Linked DNA regions of Zea mays: region 2 is linked to region 1. The links are chromatin contacts, called in public Hi-C maps. All regions are on one chromosome and are shown on one strand. The core of a region is the stretch at or near the end of the contact, and the rest is flanking DNA. Distances in the headings are between cores, read along the strand shown.

What was found. Hi-C and Micro-C count contacts between places; a contact is called where the count stands out from the background.
Region 2: a contact with region 1 is called in a Hi-C map of tassel, with 2.7 times the contacts expected there. The contact joins the promoter of LOC100278586 here to the promoter of LOC100217059 in region 1. A contact is called at or near these places in 3 of 25 Hi-C or Micro-C datasets (ear, leaf and tassel).

The regions. Positions count from the first base shown.
Region 1 is chr2:4,924,193-4,927,342 of Zm-B73-REFERENCE-NAM-5.0, forward strand. It overlaps LOC100217059, which reads left to right and starts at 1,642. Exons shown (of 3, transcript NM_001143430.1): 1 at 1,642-2,001. The coding sequence starts at 1,671. LOC103645830 (a long non-coding RNA gene) reads right to left here and starts at 1,321. Exons shown (of 2, transcript XR_561830.3): 1 at 710-1,321; 2 at 360-461. It overlaps LOC111590994 (U5 spliceosomal RNA), which reads right to left and starts at 1,317; the gene lies at 1,199-1,317.
Region 2 is chr2:5,108,614-5,111,610 of Zm-B73-REFERENCE-NAM-5.0, forward strand. LOC100278586 (Golgin candidate 2) reads left to right here and starts at 1,467. Exons shown (of 10, transcript NM_001151817.1): 1 at 1,467-1,581; 2 at 1,676-2,236; 3 at 2,759-2,869; 4 at 2,946-2,997. The coding sequence starts at 1,528.

The DNA of each region.
Region 1 (3,150 bases), core at 392-2,891:
CTCCGGAGCCTCGGACGCCCATGCTCGTCCGCCATGACGTAACTAGCTGCCTACGGTGACGGTGTCACGTCGTCTGCGTCGGTGCTTCATATCAGAGCCAGTGCAGTAGTGCGCTAGAGTGGATTTTGGATTTGGTAATTTTGTCCAGCTTTTACCATTCATCCCTTAATTTAACTACAGGTGGTAGTTGCATTCTGTTTACTTTAATGACACCTACAAACATTTTAGTTTCTGGGTAACATAAAAACAGTAGCTCGAAAGAATACAAGCATTTAGTTTCTGGGTAACATAAGAACAGTAGCTCGAGTCTCGAAGGAAAAGTATCTGCTACAATTCGGTATTTCAATTTCTACGATTGCTTTCTGCATGATAAACCAGTTTCTAATGAAATATATAAAACCCAAATATGTTGAAGTGGAGCACCAAAAAAGCGTTGGAGAGGGAACTCCTAACGCAATTATCTGCAAAAAAAAAAAAAAAAAGAGACGTAATCAAACCAATTAACGTGAAAAATAAGACCACTCGCGTTATACAATTTTCCCCTACAATAGCATAGAGTACCAAGACTCCAAGAAGCATCACATGGAATTAATGGAGTCAATGACTTTTATCCAAAGAAATGATCTTTCTTCCCTTATAACGGAAACAGATGTATTTCGATAAGAAGTAATGCAGTGCATGTTAGACCATACTGGAAAGAAGGAAGCACCTGAGCAACAAACAGGGAGCAAGTAGAAGTTCAGTCTTTTCCTCCTCCGTCGTCCCCTTCCATGATCCACTGTCCCCTCCCCTCCCCTCCGGTGCTCGTTCTTGCCACCTTAACACTCAAAAAGCATCGGCAAGAATGGGATGGCATCTCGTTCCCAACGATTTCATGCTCCTTTTTTTTTTAATCTGATTTAGCGGGGCTCTGGCGAACGATGTAAAATCTATTTGTTTTGGTGCTCCAATTCGATGGTTGCATAGAAAATTTTATGCCCTAGTTAAACGGTAATCTGATGATCAGATCTCACGTTATTTGGCAGAGGCAGGCAGGTAACAACATCCTTACCTCTAAAATCGAAAAAAAGATCGAGTCGATCGACCTTGCAAAAAAGGACAAATAGCATAAACATTTAAATACAATATACTTTCTAATTGCATCCACAATAATATATTTTAAATCAAATATTTAAAAATATTCAGTTTTGAATTGTGGGGCCCCCCAAAAAGAAGGATCCCCTCCAAAAATAAGCGTATGCTGCTATGTGCAGAGCACACACGGTATTCTTTAGTAAAAGGCGAAAGAATAGTTCGCTCTGTGCGCACTGCGCAGCTGCGTGCTTCAACTAGGTAGCCTTCCTGCTCCTTTTATTCATCTCACTCGATGCTCACCTCGCGCATGCAAGCCGTATGGTACTAATCCCTCCTTGCGACCATCTCACGCTCTACGCGCTCTGCCGCGCTAGCAAACTTGGGCCAGGCCCACTAACCATTGCCAACCCACTACTGGACCAGGCCGGGCCTGATGCATCGAAGCGCTTTACAGCGCGAGCGATTGCGAGCGGAGGTTTTCCTGGACCGGCCACATCTGCCACCTAGAAAAAAATTCTCGCCATCACGAGCAGTCGAGCACCACCCTCTGACCGGTGACCGCTGTGAAGTCAGTCAGCTTCAGCACCACGAGCACGATGGCCCTCGCGCTCGCCACGACCCCACTCGCGCATCTCGCCCTTGCCCCGCCCTCGATCTTCGGCTCCCAGTCCTCGCTGCTGCTGCTCCCGCGCCGCGCGTCGCCCGCCCCCGTCTCCCTCTCCCACCGCCGCATCATCGCGGCCGTCGCGACCAAGGAACCCGAGCTCGGCGGCGGCGGATCGGGGGCCGGCGACGGTGCCGGAGGGAGCGGCGGCGGCAGCGACCCGAGGGGAGGAGGGCAGGAAGGAGACGGGGAGGAAGAGAAGATGGGGCAGGGCCTGTCCATGTCGCAGAAACTCACCCTCGCCTACGCCGCGCTCGTCGGAGGTAATCCTTTCTACCTCGACCCCGGAGTGATCCGTTGCAAGCGCGACTATGATTCTCTTTACGAACTGGGATCAGATATTAATCACTACCAGCCCCCAAAAATTGTTCCTGTGTACTCCGAGCTACCATGATGTGTGTTGTTGTCTTATCCCAGCTTCAATCAGAATCATATCCAACTACCTGAATACCTTAGGCAGTGGTGGTTACTCACCAGTCACCAGTGTTGCTTCATGAACTCGAGGTCTTCCGCGTACTGCACTGCTGCTACCTCAGTTGACTTACATAATTCATGTGCACAATTAAATCTTGTTGCCCCTTCATAATCACGTGAATCAGTTTAATGGCATCGCCATTGGTTTCAATTCACTAATAGAACAAACATACTACCTCCGTTCTCGAATATTTGTCATCTGGTAGTTTATTCTTGAACTAAATCGCGACAAATAAAAAAAAACATATGGAGTACTTAATATGAAAGTTTATATGTTTTTGCAAATACAGAAGCCTCTTTGTCTACTACACAATATCGTTCTTGTTTATTATTGGTATAGATTAGTGGTTATAGGGGAATTAGGGTGGCATAATATTGCTCCAAGGATTAAGCATGCTGTGAGCATCCGTACAATATAGAAATGGTTGGTTTAATTCTACAAAGAAGTGTTTTAATTCCATGAGATAGCTGTAGGTGTTTTTTTTCTATTCCTTGCCTTTCATAATTGGTATTCCTTTTTCAATGTTTATCTTGTTTGTGAAGTTAGCAGAATGTCATGGATTACTGGCATAACCTCAGCTTGGCCAATGAAGTCCTCAGCCCCTACTTATTTGTTTCAGACGCAAAACCCTAAACCAATGCCCTTGTTACCACCCTTCTAATTGACTCACACCACTTGTTTAGTTGTTTGTCCTTGAGATGTTAATAAGTCAGATTGATCTATCTCGTGGTAATATCTAGAGAGATGATAGTAACTGAATTCCTTATGGCAACAATTATACACCATCATTTCATGCATTGCCTTCCACGTGCTACTGCCTTCGCTAGATGGACATCAGGATTCAGGATATGACATACATTTCTTTGTTTCCTACATCACATATGAAAACTTATTACTTACTCCCTCAGCGTGTTGTTCTCGTTTTCCGAGGAGTCAA
Region 2 (2,997 bases), core at 217-2,716, 180 kb after region 1:
GACATCATGCTACACATAGCAACCCCACAGACCTCCCCATTGGCGCTTCTTCTCATCTCTCACTTCGACCTAGATCGATACCGACAACACTCTCCAGACGCTCCTCCTTTCTCTCACGCATGGAAGATGCCACACCACAACAGTAGTGTGCTGCTGGCAAGGCTTTATTTACAATGATCATTCATAGCTTGATCTATTGACGAGTTGTATTTATTAACTATTTGAAGTACATTGCTGTGTTTGTTGCTGATTGATTGAGCAAAAAAGATGGCTGCTATAGCGTTGAGCAGCGTGGGCAACATCATCTGTATCGTGCACGAGATCAACGAGGCAGTGAGGAATGTGAAACAGAACAAGGAGTGTCGCGACATCGAGAGGTGTGTGGCCTGAGTCACTAATATCCTGGATTGGTTGGGTCGAACACTAAAGCACTACGATGAGGCCAGTACGACGACAATAGAGGCACGTGGCCATCGGCGAATAGGCAGTGGCGAATCTAGAATTTAAACTTAAGGTGTTCCAGTTTTATGAAAATCAAAATAAATAAATAAGTTTACATTTTAAGTCCTATAATATACGAGAATCAAAAGAAAAAAAATAAAAACATCTATATATTGTAGCAGATTAAAATCAAAGGGTGGGCTAGGGCTCACCCTGTTCATTCTCTAGATACACCACCGAGTAGGGCGTGGGTGTGCTGCTATGTGATGATCGAGGGGGCGATCACTGACGACTATGGAGTAGGGCGCGGATGGATGGAAACTATGAAACTGTCCGCTAGAGTAACACCAACGTATATGGAGGTGGAACACTAGTAGATGAGGACTAGGGCACATCGACAAAACGACGACTGAGGTGCGAGAGCCCCGACAGGTGGGCAACATGAACGAAGCCACATCGACAGAGCGAATCAAGTTCCACTACACTTGCGGTGGATGACAAAGGAGATAGAATCGCAACTACGAGTTTGTATATTTGGGACCTTAGAGTTGAAGTCATATATGATTTTGCTCTAAATTTATAAAATATGATCTCTCTTGGAAACTATTTTATAATCTAGAGTCTTATATTTTAGGAACAATTGGATCTATACCATTAAAAGATCCAAACTTTAGATATATACCATGGACCCCACATGTCATTGACTCATGTGGACCTACATGTAAGTGAGATAGTAATGGTATGGATCCAAAGTGGTGATCTTTTAATGGTATGGATCCAAATTTCCCTATATTTTAAGACAGGACTTAGTTTCAGATCTTTATTAGAGTTGTTCTTAAGCTGTCCGTAGTATCGCGTAATATAGGATATTTGCAGTGTAAGAACGAAGTTTAAAATACAGGATCCAAGATGCGATAGAATAGTGGTTAGTTTGGGCGTTTGGCCTGGCCCATTTTCGTTCGCCAGTTGCCACCAGCGGCGGTTGAGCGGGCCCATCACGTCAGTCATCGACCAAGTAGCCGGCAGCCGCGCGGCGTCCGCGTCACTCCAATCCCCTCGCCCCGCGGCGCCTCCGTTCACAGCGCCATGGCGGGGTGGATCTCCTCCAAGCTCAAAGCAGCCGAGACCCTCCTCCACCAGGCGAGGCAGCGCTCTCTTCGTCACTCGCCGCGACGTGCCCCATCCCCTCCCGAGTCCTCCAGCTCTTCTGACTCTTCACTTTCTCGTGTTTCAGATCGATCAGCAGGCGGCGGAATCCCTCGGCAAGTCCCCATCCGCTTCCGACCTCGCCACGCTGCACTCCACAACATCTCGCTCCGCCGATGACCTCCTTGACGTGCCGCTCCCGCGCAGGCCGCCGCCGTCCGGCCCGCCCCCCTCACTCGGCCTCCGTCTCGCAGCGAAGCGCCGCTCCCCGCCTTCCCAAGGGCCCCGTCGCTCCGCATCGGCGGCTGCGATGCTCGCGGTGCAGGATCAAGCCGGTGGTGAACCAACGGTGGGGGTGGTGGCCGAGGTGAAACCGGAAACGGATGGAGGGGATCGCGAGGACGGCAAGAGTGTCGCGTCCGAGAGCGGGAGCGATGAGGACTCCGATGGGTCAGGGAGCGAAGATTCGGAGGATTCCGAGGAGGAGAGGCGGAGGGAGGAGGAGAGGACGCGGCGGCGGGCTGAGCGGCTTGCGGCCATGGCCGCACGCGCTATTGCTGAGCGCGAAGATGCTGTTGCGAGGCTCGAGGGGGAGAAGGCGGGGCTTGAGAAGCTGCTCGCCGAGCGTGAGAAGGAGCAGGCTCAGGAGGTGAGGCTGCTTCATGACTATTTTCTTTTGTTCGAGACTTGAGAGGTTGCTTAATGTGATGACATCAATATATATCGCTCTGAACAGAACGACAGAAACTGCTCTTATAGCATGCATGATGTAAACTTTTTTTTGTGTTTTATACCATCATTTAGTTAGTACCACAATGTGCCCCCTACATTCCAAACTATAGATCATACAAACTTTTTAGCTTATATATGTCTATCTAGGTGCATAGCAGCATAGGTACCTAGAAAAGCCAAACCAACCAATAATTTGTGATGGAGGGAGTATGTTTTTTGTTGTTATTATTCAAAATGTATTTTTTTTTTGCAATGCTGCATTTGAGCTCAAAATCCCGCACATATTTCATTGGTTATGGAACTGTAAGTTCATCTGAAGTACTTATAAGGCAGATTCAAGTATTCATTTGCAAAACCATTTCTACACACAAGTTATCCTGGTGAGATGGTTTCTAGAAAGTAGTGATTCCTTATCAGCTTCTTGTTCAACATGTTTCAGGCTTCAGAGTTGCAGACTAGTATGATTGAAACCTTGGAAGCAGTGGAGATAGAGAAACAGAGACATCACAGCACTAGAATGGAAGCCCTTGCACGTTTGGCTAGACTTGAGGTATATGCCTGTCTACAAACGACCCCTACCCAATCTTCACAGGTCTTAGCAATGCTCTTAAAGAAGGTTTTCACAGGTTACAAACGGTGAGCTTGCAAAGTCACTTGCCAGGGAACAATGGAATCTGG